Linked DNA regions of Pan troglodytes: region 2 is linked to region 1. A link is a contact called in public Hi-C data. All regions are on one chromosome and are shown on one strand. Each heading gives the region's core, a stretch centred on a gene start, on an enhancer-like site or on the middle of the called end of the contact. The rest is flanking DNA. Distances are from core to core; before and after follow the strand shown. Region 1 holds the start of NFIB (nuclear factor I B). Region 2 overlaps NFIB (nuclear factor I B).

The links. A called contact is a pair of places that touch in the nucleus more often than the background predicts.
Region 2: a Hi-C map of stem cell-derived neural progenitor cells shows a contact between it and region 1, with 4 times the contacts expected there. The contact joins the enhancer-like site here to the promoter of NFIB in region 1. A contact is called at or near these places in 2 of 7 Hi-C or Micro-C datasets (induced pluripotent stem cells and stem cell-derived neural progenitor cells), 1 of 1 datasets of contacts at active chromatin or transcription factors (stem cell-derived excitatory neurons) and 1 of 1 other capture datasets (stem cell-derived neural stem cells).

The regions. Positions count from the first base shown.
Region 1 is chr11:101,562,226-101,568,607 of NHGRI_mPanTro3-v2.0_pri, reverse strand. It overlaps NFIB (nuclear factor I B), which reads right to left and starts at 3,378. Exons shown (of 9, transcript XM_054657939.2): 1 at 3,236-3,378. The coding sequence starts at 3,253.
Region 2 is chr11:101,786,715-101,793,096 of NHGRI_mPanTro3-v2.0_pri, reverse strand. All of the region lies in intron 8 of NFIB (nuclear factor I B), which reads right to left. Among named protein-coding and RNA genes, the nearest start is that of NFIB, 220 kb to the right of the region's middle. Within about 2 kb of position 2,731, at least 6 of the 24 cell types and tissues checked have an H3K27ac peak or open chromatin away from gene starts, as enhancers often do. A contact at or near this core is called in stem cell-derived neural progenitor cells, where this site is marked.

The DNA.
Region 1 (6,382 bases), core at 2,129-4,628:
CCTTTTTCCAAAAGAACCACAAAAATCATACATGTGTAGTCTGGAAAACACAAATTTATATCCACAAGGAGGAACACCAAAAATCCACTCATAAATGCATATATAAACAATCAAGAAGTATTGAAAGTGCCTGTACTTGATGAGAATTGCAAAATCAATTTTACCAGCTCAGGTAATCAAATTACCCAGCTCTTAAACTACTACTGAGTACTACTACTACTGTCTACTACTCTTAAACAAAAAACAAAATCATACCCAGCCCTTAAAGTACTACTGTCAAATTAGGGTAGTAACTTTTTCCCCACCAGAGAATTCACAACTGGTTAGTTTCCCCACCCCCATTGCTAGCCCTTTGCACAGAAATGAATAAATAACCTTGGACCTTTTTCTCCTCCTCTGGGAGCTATTTGGTGTCCCCTGAGGACAAAAGTAAATGAGAAAAATGACGCTGTTAATAATGTCACTGCCGAAATGCCTCTACTCCACTGTTTAAAAAAAAGCGTCCCACTAAGTGTGTCTACATTTCTAGCATATTTACAAGTTATAATACAGTTCTGATCTCAACACCGACTGAGCCAGATTCCTCCACTAAGGTTATCCGGTTTTCACTTCTCAACAGAGATGAGGCCAGTGCATCAACAGAGATTCCCAACACTGGAAGACACTTGCTTCACAGATTACGAAGTCAGCAGTTGCCCTGTAACTTTTGCATGATGTATTTTAAACTTTGAAAATAGAGGTAATAGTTGCCTCGCTTATCCACAATGTTACAAAGGTTCCATATACTCTCTCACACAGTGTCTCTTGTCTGCTGATATTGAGAGAGTTGCAGTTATTGCTCTTTTTCAAAATAGCTGACCTATAAAGTAAAACTATATGATCATTTTATTTCTACATGTAAACTGGCTTCTATTACCCATATACACATGCCTTGTAACATAGGAAAACAGATGGGTTTTTAAGACAGGTATAGAAAGCTCTGTCCAAAATGGCTAAGTAGTCTTTACATTCTGTATTAAGTATAAAAAGTGCATGGCAGAGCAACTCAAACTTTCTGCACCCCTTTCTCTCATTTCTTCTTTGAAAACTGCATAACAATGCATAACAACAAAATTTCAAAGTCAAAGCAATGCATAACAACAGAATTGTGCATTTTAATTTTCCAATTAAAATTTAAGAAACAATATTGTAATTACAAAGAAAAAACACAAACAATTGGGCCTAAACAAAATATATGTTCAGTAAACTTTATCTCTGAGTGTATCTGAAATTTTAACTACACAAGCCAATAAATTTCAAAGCAGTAATATTATCAAATTGTGTAATGTCAAAAACTCCAAAAACAAAGTTACAGATGTTCATGACATCACATTCACTCAAAATTATGCTGCTGTTCAGTCTGACCATATTAAAATTAAAGGGATGCCTATGTCTGCTAAAGAATAAAAATTTATTTTGGACCTCAAACAATGAAACCGTCACCATTTCTTGTATGGAACACTCAGCTAATCAATTTCCTATTAAAATAGCTTTCAACAATACTTGGCTTTAAAATTCATCAGGGCCAGTAAAAACGTTTTCCCAGTGCACAAGAATGCAGTCCCAACCACCGATGATAATTACTGTTCTAATAATTTTATTGCCAAAGTACTTTTTCCTGTGTTCCTCATCACTTAGGCAGGAATCTGTAGTATATTGCGTCAGTGAGTTGGAGTGCTTGACCTTTGCCCACATATGATTTAATAGGGACTTTTCAGCGCTAGAGCTTTCTCCATCTCTCATACCATTAAATGAAAACATCAAACCTCAAATGTAAAACTGGAAACCACAACGTTTTGTGTTTCACAAACTCTTTGCAGTTTTTACTTAGGATGCTCAAAGGTCAGTTTCTTTGCCTCACAGTGCTTTTCTTCATATTGTAAATACACTGGAAAGTCACACTAATTCTGATTTTGATTAAATCTTGAACTCCTCAGTCATATACACACATACACCCTGCTTATTTACACGTGCATTCTTTTCTAACCACATAAGCATGCGTGTGTTACTTTCTGGACTTATTCCATTTTAGGGCTGATTTAAATGTCTGTTCAAGTGTGGGATCAAAAGTTAACTTTTTCCCGCCTATTGGAAGTTAAAGTTACAAGGATGGTGCTATAAGATCCGTTCAAAGAAAGTCAGAGTTAATCTTGTGTATTTTGGCGCCTTTTCCCTGCCAGCTACTGTACTTGGGGGGTGGGGGAAAAATACTTAGAGATCTTGTCTGTCCTGTCTCAAGTTCAATGGCAGTTCTTCCAGCCCGAGCAGAAGATGGCCATGTTCACAGCCCTAATAATAATTCTGATCACGCCACTTCAGCGTCTTGTGTCAAAGTCGAAACTGGCTTCCCCGCCCCCTTCAACCTGAAAGCTGCCAAGTCCTCACACACTTCACATTCAACCACAACTTAATGGATGGGATATTGTGCATTAAAATGTGTCTCAGACGTATTGGGGAAAAGAAGACAAGGGGAACGAGAGATAGAGACACACATAGGAAGAGGAAAAAAATCGGCAGCAAAAATAGCGGGGTTGGGGGGAAACTATTAACAGGAGTGGAAAGAAATCCATCAAAATCTGTTTTAAAAAGTTGGTGGGGGGTGCGGAAGAAAGGCTAACAATAGGATGCCACAAATTCAGGGATGAGGGGATGGGGGTTAGGACTAAACTTTAGAATGAATACTGACTTTAAACATTCCAATACACCAATCAGAGTTAAATAGTACTTCTTTTACTTAAAAATGTATTTTTAAATGAGAATATCTGTGAATTAAAATGGAGAAAAGAATGCTTCAAGAGGAGAGAATGGCCTACAAGGTAGAACTAAAGTATCATTTGAACAGTAATTTTTTTCCACCACTGAGGGGAGAGGGGGATAAAGCAGAGAGTTAAAGCAGAACAAAATGCTAGATTCTGCACCGTTTGGACCACAGTGTTACTCACTGATTCCCGTCATAAGAGTGTGTCACATGTACTAAAGTTGCCAACGCTAAATAATAATGCATATTTGCAAATTAGTTCTGCAAATGCAGCACTATAGCTCACAACCTGTAAAACAAAAATGACATTTAGGAAAGGGGTAAAACAGCCACTTTGCAATCCACAAACAGGAAAAGAAAAACTGTGCCAGGGATAGGAGGGGGTGCAAAGAACGAATAAAACAAGCAAACAAAACCCATCATTTCAAAGCCACATACCATCGCACTGTATTGCATTAAATAAAAGAGATCTTGAGTCTGTAACAGAACCCTGGGCCGCTGACTTGACGTGTCTCAGGTACAGATTTGTGGATTTTCTCAGGGGTTGTTTTGGTGTCGCTTTTTGTGTTTAGTTAAAAAAAAAAAAAAAAAAGGCAATCCGGGAGTAGTCTTATGTATTTTTTAATTGTAATTTCTGCACTGCCACAGTTCTTGGCCCGAGAAGAAAAGGCGGTCAAAGTCAAGTCTAAAAGCAGGCAGCCCTTCAGTCTGTCTGGATATCCAGCTTTCTTTCCTCTCCCTTGCAGAAGGCTGTTTCTCGTGCTTGACTTGAACGCCGTCCAGGATGGTGTGTGTGTGTGCGCCCGCGTGTGCGTGTGTGCATGTGTGTGTGTGTGTGTGTTTGGTGGGTTTTATTGTTGTTTTAGCGGGGCGGCTCCAGGAGTGGGGCTGCGCCGGTCAGATGCAGCCGGCACGGCCCCCGGGGTCGCGCGATCGCCCCTTCCCCGCCCTCGGATTGGCCTGGCCCGCGGCGGGGCTGCCCCGGAACCGCCACCCAGCATCGCACCCTTCCGCGCCCGGCCCGCGCTCCTCCTGCAGTCGCCTCCCTGGCTTTCTCTTTCTCCGGCTCGCGGCCCGCCCCGCCCCACCCAACCCCGGCCGGCCTGGGCGCGCGGGAAGCGCGGCTCTTCGCTTCCGCCTGGCGGCGGGAAGGAAACCGAAAGGAGGAGCCGGGGGCGGGCGCGCCGCGATGCATATTCATCAGGGCGCCCGGGGCCCGGGAGGCGGGAGCGGGCCCGAGTGGGTGTGGCGGCCTGCGCCGCGCGGCGCCCCTCTCGAGCGTGGGTGGGTGCGTGGGTAGCGGTGGGGCTCTGGTCTTTGTGCGGCCGCATGGGGCCGGAGAGCGGCGAGGGCGTGACCGTCTCGGGGGCTGCTGCCCAGGCTCCGCGCGCCTTTGTGCTTCCCGACTGTGTGTCTGCGGCGCGCCGCGGGCAAGGGGCCCCTCGCGGGCCTTCTGGAGCGGGAACCCGGCCGAAAACGCCGCGGAAAGACTCTAAAACAACAATAATGATAAAGAATAAGGAATTGCTGTTACTTCCTCACTTCCCGCCACGTTGCTGGCTTCGACTTCGCCAGGCCACGTTTGTTTCCGTGTAAGAGGACTCCGAAATGTTCCTGGCTGCGCAGCGTTATCATTAAAGCAAAAAGACCAGAAAGAGCGCACTTTGACTTATATTGATAGGTAGTCACGCGAATATCAAAAAAATAGATCAGTAATTTAGAAGTGGGTGAAACAACCAACACCAAAGAGATATACAACCCCGGAGTTCTCAGAAGTAAACACTCTAGAGGATCTAGAGGAGATTGGATAGCGAGTTAATGTTCATAAAGCAAGCAGGTTTGATCAGCATTTTGGAAACAAATATATGTAGGGGGATTTTTTTTTTCTTAGTTTTTGAGTAATGCAATTCTTTTCATGTTAAGTATCTGTAGTTATGTCGGGGAATAATGTTTAACAGTTTAAATTGTTATACAAGTATTAAAAGTAAAAATATAACACTAGCCCTAACATTTACTTAGTAGTAACCCACATACATTTAGAAAAGATTTTATTACAGAGATCCTGACTAATTATGTAATTGCACAACAGACGACGATAGCTTCAGGTATTCTCTAAAAACCCTGTTGAATTATGTGATTACCAGTGAGACTAGAATAGCTCCCGATGAATTATTCTTATCTCTCTACTAAATGTGAGCACGTCAGTATTTTAATCTCAATTATGTTTACCCTCAAAGTCCTAGAGAACTTAAACAACGTTGTTCGGGTTCATACCTTCTACAACACGCAGTATTTTGTTTTTTAAAAAGACATGGCCTTATTACCAAAAAAAAGTTTTTTCCCCTTGTATACACATCATACATATGTTTGGCTGTGTGTGAATAATATACATAGCTATTTTCAGTGATAATAAGTGCAAAACTAAAAGTGGGATTGGCCCAATTAGACTTTAGAAAATGCCCAACTTTAAAATAATTTGTTTAACTGCAAGTTTAACAGTTCCCAATTTCTCCTCCAAAAAAATTAGCATATACAGCTTGGAGAAGGGGAATGAATGACTGGGAGGGAGGGGATACACACATGTAGCTATCTCCACACTCAGCTATAACTTCCCAAGGAAAATTAATTTTTAATGTTTATCTTGCTCCAAGTTATTTTAACCACTTAGCGAGTATAGCTATAACTCAGTCTCCCCACTCAGTTCAAGTGGGTAACAAACAGATCTGTTTTCATTCTAGGATTTCCAAATAGTAGTTTCATGGTCAAGTAAATCACATTTAGTACTAAGGAAACAAATATATAAAGATTCTATGCAGCTAAATAAAAAATGTATTTAGAGTGAGAGGATAACACTTGACCAACAGAAGAATGATGGATATAGAAATAAGTAACATGTAAGTAACACTTGCATGGGCAGTGTTATCAAATACTAAAACTTTTATGTAAGTGTGCAACAGAAAGTCTTCTCTGTTATTATTTGAAGTCCGCAGCAGAATTACCAATCCCTCCCAATGTCATTACATGCAAAGGAGAAAGGACATTATAGAGAGAATCTAGATTTGTTTAGGAAATATTTTGAGACACAAAATAGGAAAAGGAATAGGGAAAGAAAGAGACAAGTATTTCCTCCATTCTCATGATGACTTGGAGGAATCCAGAGTTTGTATCACCTGTCAAAGAATTTCTATCTAAGCATTTTATTTAGTCATAGAATGTACCATTGTGTGTCATGTTCAGGCTTTCATATATTATCTCTTTTTATTTGGATGTCTGTTTCTTTTGACATGTGAAGCTTATAATGATACTTATTCCTATATCCATCATTCTTCTGTTGGTCAAATATGTACACATATTATCATTAGATGATACCTAAGGTTTATAAAATAGGGAGACGGATTTTCAAGCATGTCTTATAAAAATTGGTCTTGCTAATTTTTAGTTACCTCAACGTGTTGTTGCTTCTAAATTTTTTAATTGGTAAATAGTTATGGTCTTTTAATCTACAACGTCACTTGCTTTTCTGGTTTTCATATTTTGCAATGTAAATAAATATGCAAAAAACTGAGAAGTGTTTTGAAATAGATG
Region 2 (6,382 bases), core at 1,482-3,981, 230 kb before region 1:
ATCCTCATAACAAATCTATGAGAAAGACCATTACTATCCTGATTTTACAGATGAGGAAACTGAAGCTAGGAAGTTAAGTGTCTTGCCCAACTCATATTGCTATTAAACTGTAGAAGGCAGGATTTGAATTCGAGCAATGTCATTCTAGGATCTGTATTTCTACCCACTAAACTTTTCTCATCTCCCCTTCTTGTGAAGCATAGTTTACTTTTTTCACTGGACTAGAAGTTATATTATCACTGAATTATACAAGAGACTTTGTGAATTGAGGTTCATATCACAATGAAATTCCTGTGGAAGTATAACTCTTGAGCCCAAAATTCAGCACAAATAACTGTGCTTTATTTCTCCAATTCCAGTTGCTTTTCAGCTGAATGCAGTATTTGCTTTTGTCTTACGTATGTGCAGATGTGGCTGTATGTCAATAATTTGTTTGTTGAGTTCCACTTCAGATGAGGCTAGCCTGGAAGTGAAAGACACAAAGTGCTTTATACCGGTCTTGGGTTTCTTCGATTTATTTTCACCGTTTTTAGGGATCATTATTGCCATCGGAATGATCCTATTTGCATGCAAGATGATTCCTAATGATTATTACTATTTGTAATAATCTGTATCAGAAAGCTCCCTGGCTAGCTCTTACCTGAACTGCAAAGTACTCTTGTGGGCTCTCTGGGAAACACCAAATATCATAAACTGCAGGTGGCTCATGGAATTATTCTAACTGCAAGCAATAGGACTTCATAGTAATGAAAGAGAAACGTATTTGTTTCTTAACTAAGTAGGTAAATAGCCTTCTTTATTGCTACTCCTTGGGGACCAACGGTTTTGAAAATAGCATATCAAAATGGGAGCCCATCAAACCTCATTAATTTATATTCAATTGATTCAGAAGTTTTTTGTTCTTAGGGCACAGTGGATTGAATGTTAACTTTACCATGCATGAGTGCTAGCACTTTCTAAGTAAAATAATAGCATCTATCATTGAAATATTTTATCTAATAAAGAGCACAGGGCAAGAAAAAGCCACTCCATATGGGAGCACTGCCACTAAATATTAAATGTGCTCCTTATAATTACAGCACTCGTTTAGTAAAAAACTCTTACATAATACTTGAAGACTTCAATATAGCAACCTACACTTAAATAAAAACTTCCTTAAAATGTTCGGTTTAAACATAAATAAGAAAAAAGCTCTTCCTCAATCGGCCAAATTAAGGACTTATAAAAAAATTGTTTGATCTTTTTCAAATTTTAGAACTGAAAATGAAATATGAAAAATTATTATGAAGATGACTAATTATAAATAAATTACAGTACACACATGCATACATATATAAGAACTCAGGTAGCTGTGGGAGGTTTTAGCCAATTAAAAAATATAGAATTATCAGGCTCAGAGTAATTATTTTATCTCCTCCCACAGACCACAGCACAGTGGAGAAGCCCACATGTTGATTTCCAGCCTCTTTCTGTCTGTATTCCTCTCTACCCTGGGCTTCTTTTCAATGCTATTGTTAAAAGTGGTACTGCTCCTCTGATTTGCATATGTGATGCTTTAACAGCAGATAAAATTCTCTACAAAAATGGTGCTTCAAAATAGTGCCTTTCACTAGAGAAAATCACCCAAGGCATACTAAATCAAATAGAAATATAAGTTTTATACAAAGCAAAAAGAGATTCTTTTATAAATGATTTTCATTTAAAAGCAAAAATCAGCATTATTGGCACAATTTTACCTCTTAAAGGTGAAACTTACTTGTATCAGAATGCTGAAGCATAAAATTACAAATGATTAAAGAACTGAACACATTTTAATATCATGCTTGCTACTCTGTTCACAAGGGCAAAAGATCTTACATGGGCAAAAGATCTTCCTGTGTGTGAAACAAAGTGAGCAAGAGAGAATAATTGTAACTTTCTGCAATTTCAGAATATTCAAAATTCGTGTTCTTCAATTACTTGACCTTTTGCCATTTCTTTTATCATTTATTATGTTTATTATGATATTTATTCATTCATAGGCTTTGTTATTTAAGTAAATATGACTAAAAAAATCATCATATCTCTACTAACAGCACTAGCAAAAATGAGAACCAAAAAGGTAAGCTAATAAATGGTGCCCTGGCTGTCGAGGGAACTGATTTCTTACGGACGAACTACATCTGTAAATATGGCACTTTACATAAAACATATTCAAATAAAGTAGGGGTTTAATATACTTCCTTTCACTACAAAGGGTTAATCAGCAAGGTTTACATTTGGGAATTTTCGGAATCACGCTCCTCCCTCTCCAGTAGCGCTGCCAAAAATCATCTGACAGGAAACGTAAGATTAAGTTTGTCCTACCTAAGCGAACAAAGAGTGCTCTGAACAGGCCACCGGTTTACTGCAGAGCGGGAACTTTTCTAATCCTGCTGGAATCTGCAGTCCTGCTCAGAAAATATCACGGAAAAAAGTTGTTTTCTTTCCTCTGACATCTTGTCTCAGGATCATCTCATTTTGGTCACACTGCAGATCCTGCTGCTTCTCCCATAAAGGTTAACTTAAAGCTCCAAACATAATCATGTGGAAAATGGACATTATTGATTCCTATGGTCCATTGTTCCCCCATCCTAAGTCCCTGAAGTTCAAGTTCAATCTGGAATTACATCATGTCTGGTTTCTCCTGGTTACCAGACGGCTTGAGACGTGACCACAGCTACAGAAAAAACAAACAGCCTTCTTCACGCTTCGGCTCCCCTATCGATTCAAACGTAAACTTTTTTTCTTTCTCTCAAGTATGCTTCAAGTATGGAGCATGGTTAATTTAGAGATTAAGTTCCAAATTAGATTATCTAATGGCATCTTAATGGATTGCTGACCCATTTCCTGTGGGATGGCAGCATGCAAGTCTGGCTGGAATACAATTAATTTCTTAGGAAGTGTTCTGAAGAGTTTGCCTAGATAAAAAGGAAACGTCGTGTTGTACAAATCTTTCTTTATAAATGGAGAAAGTTAGGCAAAACTATGACAAATCCCAACATATTATTCAAAAGCCAGACCACAGATGTTGTGCGTCTGTGAAAACCATATCAAGATCATTTTTAAGAATGGTAATGTTTTTATTTTTGATTTCATAACAGGTGCAAATAATTTTGATGAGAATAGAGTAATTCCTTTAAAAAGAATATTCACATACAAAGACAAAAGTAGTTAGCAGCCCCTTTACCAAACAATGATCATGTGAAATTTTGGTTTTCGCAATTCTCCACCTTGAACCAAAGATTCTTCCATTCATCTACCGTATCAGCATTTCTATCATAGTCCCAGAGTGGTGCTAGGGGCCCAGAATGGTGTATAAAAAGTTGAGGATTTGAACACACTTTAGAGCTGACAGCTGAAAAGGAAATTCAGCACTCGGAGAATAAAGCTCCCCCCAGGAACTCCAGGAACAACCCAGCTGTTGTACTGTAGTTATGTGTCAAGATAACAAACTGAGAGCAGGAAATGCTAACCTAGTGAATTCGCGGGGATGTTCTAAGTGTAATGTTGAAATAAAAGTTAACTCTTAATATTACCTAAGGACACACGTATGCCACATATATGTGGAGATATGCACACGCACTACATACACACACACATATAGATGCATACACACACAAACACATATATGTAATACAAACATATGGTTTGCAACCCATTATTGAAAGTTATTTTTTGTTTAAATATTCATTCTTTTGAGAGCATACATTTTACAAAGAAAATGTTATGAACAAAGCAAGGAAAATGGCTGAGGTGAGTGTTATGCAAATTAAGTTACATGGATAAAATGAGAGCTATTACCCCCCGACACCTTTTTTTTTCTTTCTTTCTTTTTTCTTTTCTTTTTTTTTTTGCCCTCCCTCTCCTGACCAACCAGATCCAAATAACCTTTACTGGCTGCTAAATTTCTCTTGAGAAATCAAGCAACTCTCTAGAATTGCAGTAATAAACGACAATTTCTTAGAAAAACATGTGTAAAGTAACTACAGAATGAAGTATTCAACCCACAGAAAGGAACTGCTAACACATGTAACATGGAAAATAGCTGATAAAAGTCTCTTTGGTGCCATTCAATTATGGCATCCGCAGAAACACAAAAATCCTTCCAATTATTTTAGTAAAATCTTCATTTATTCATTATTTCAGAGGCTGAGCAAATGGTTTGTGTAAACATATCCTTCGGTAACATGCGCATGTTTATTTTAGCCATCTGAAGACTTCTTCTATGTTTACATAAGCCATCAGACACATACAACCACTCACTTGTGGCTTTGCGTTTTCTTGAAAGGGGTGAAGGGAGAGAAGAGAGAATGAAACAATAAATTCAGTTTCTCTTTTGCATAAAGCACTCCCTCTAATGTTTTAAAATAGCTTATGTTTATATTATTCTTGGATTGTCCTTCAGCTTTCTTTTTCATTCAATTATATTGATCTTTCATATCTGATAGTACAGGCTATATTCTGACTATCACTTTAAGAAAGCCAGCCAGTCAGGGAGTAACTGCTGTATATGTTTATGTCCACATAACTCACATATGCAACAAGGTAATTTGTCCACATGAGACAAAGCACAAACACAACAGTACCTACCTTAAGCAGTTCATCACCTGTCATCCTCCTAAGATCTTGAGCCCATTCTGACTATACTAGAAGTGAGCCCTTCACCAAAGCAATATTTTACTCTGGGTTAACTGCAGTTCCTGACCTTTCACTTAGGCAGAAAAATTGACCCTCTCGAGGTGCAAGCAACTCCTTTGCACATGTGTGTGCACACACACACAGTTCACAAAACAGTTCACAAAATTTTAAGGTCAAAACAACAAAACACCGTCAGGGTTGTAACCTAATAAGGCTGTGAAAACTTTCCCAAAGAGTCAGCTTTGGTTCCTAAGGGAATGCTTAAGCCTTGGGGTTGCGGGTGGATGGAGGAAATCTTCCAGCTTTGATTATACTTGCACAGCTCCCTTGGCACTGCCATTTTCAGTTCCGACAAGAGCTGCATTTGACATGGAAACACCTCAACAGGGCAATTAGTATAAAGCAGAAAAGAGGGTGACCATGGAAAAGTGATTGTACAAAGAAAGCAATGACAACAAACAACAATCAATCAAAATAAAGCAAAACCAAAACACCCGTTTTGCTTTGTCCTTTTCTACAACAGTCTCCAGGGATTGCCTTTTGTTAAAAGGCAACTACCACAACAAAAATAACCTGTGATATTTTATTTATTCCATCGTGACAAAGGCAAATTATTTAATTCTTTGGATGAACAGACCTATATTTCTTAAATATTTTCAACTTATTCAGATGATTCTAAAGCCATAGCCATGCCCTGACGATTTTAGATGTCTATTATCTATCTGCCTTAAAAGTGCTAGGGTTACAGACACTTATGACTTTTTTCAAAATTCTTTCAAAAAATGTTTTAAAAATAACCACAAGTCATAAACTATAAATGATGGATAAAGCTATCATGCCACAGACAAGGGCTATTTGTATTATCAAATATGAACTCTGTTGTGTCCATTTTTGAAAACTACAACAAAGCAAAGCAAACTATGTCACTTGAATTTATTTATTCTGAACTGCATCACACCTAGATTTTAAGAACTGTCAGCATTGGATTCACCACAGCATTTAGCACAGCTCACCATAAAGATTCAATAATATCTGTTGAATGTAGAAATGTGATGGCTGCCATTATCAATTATGTGCTTTCTGAATCAGGATAGAAAGAGAAGAAACAAACCAAGATACTGGCTGGGCATGGTGGCTCATGCCTGTAATCTCAGTACTTTGGGAGGCCAAGGCGAGCAGATCACTTAAGTCAGGAGTTCCAGACCAGCCTGGCCAACATGGTGAAATCCGGTGTGTGCTAAAAATACAAAAGTTAGCCGGGCGTGGCAGTGCACACCTGTAATCCCAGCTACTCTGGTAGCTGAGGTGTAAGAATCACTTGAACCTGGGAAGCGGAGGTTGCAGTGAGACAAGATCGTGCCACTGCACTCCAGCCTGGGTGAGGAAGTGAGAGTGTCTAAAAAATAAAAAACAAAAAAACAAAAAAAACCAAGATACCTTTTAAAGAGCTTTTAGGATCATTAAGACCATTCTACACGCCATTACCTACTAATCAAAAGAAAAGTTAAAATTTTTGAGAGGGAAGAAAAATTTTATCTAAATAAATTCTGTATTTTTTTCTGACTTACTATGACCTGAAACTGATTACCACATCAATTTTTCACCAGGAAGGGGATTTGTAACAGCAACAATACTGCCCTAAGAACTGAGTTTAATCATCAGATTCATTTCCTCCAATACATGTGTTCTGAGATTTATTGCCCACTCATCTTCTCTTTCCATG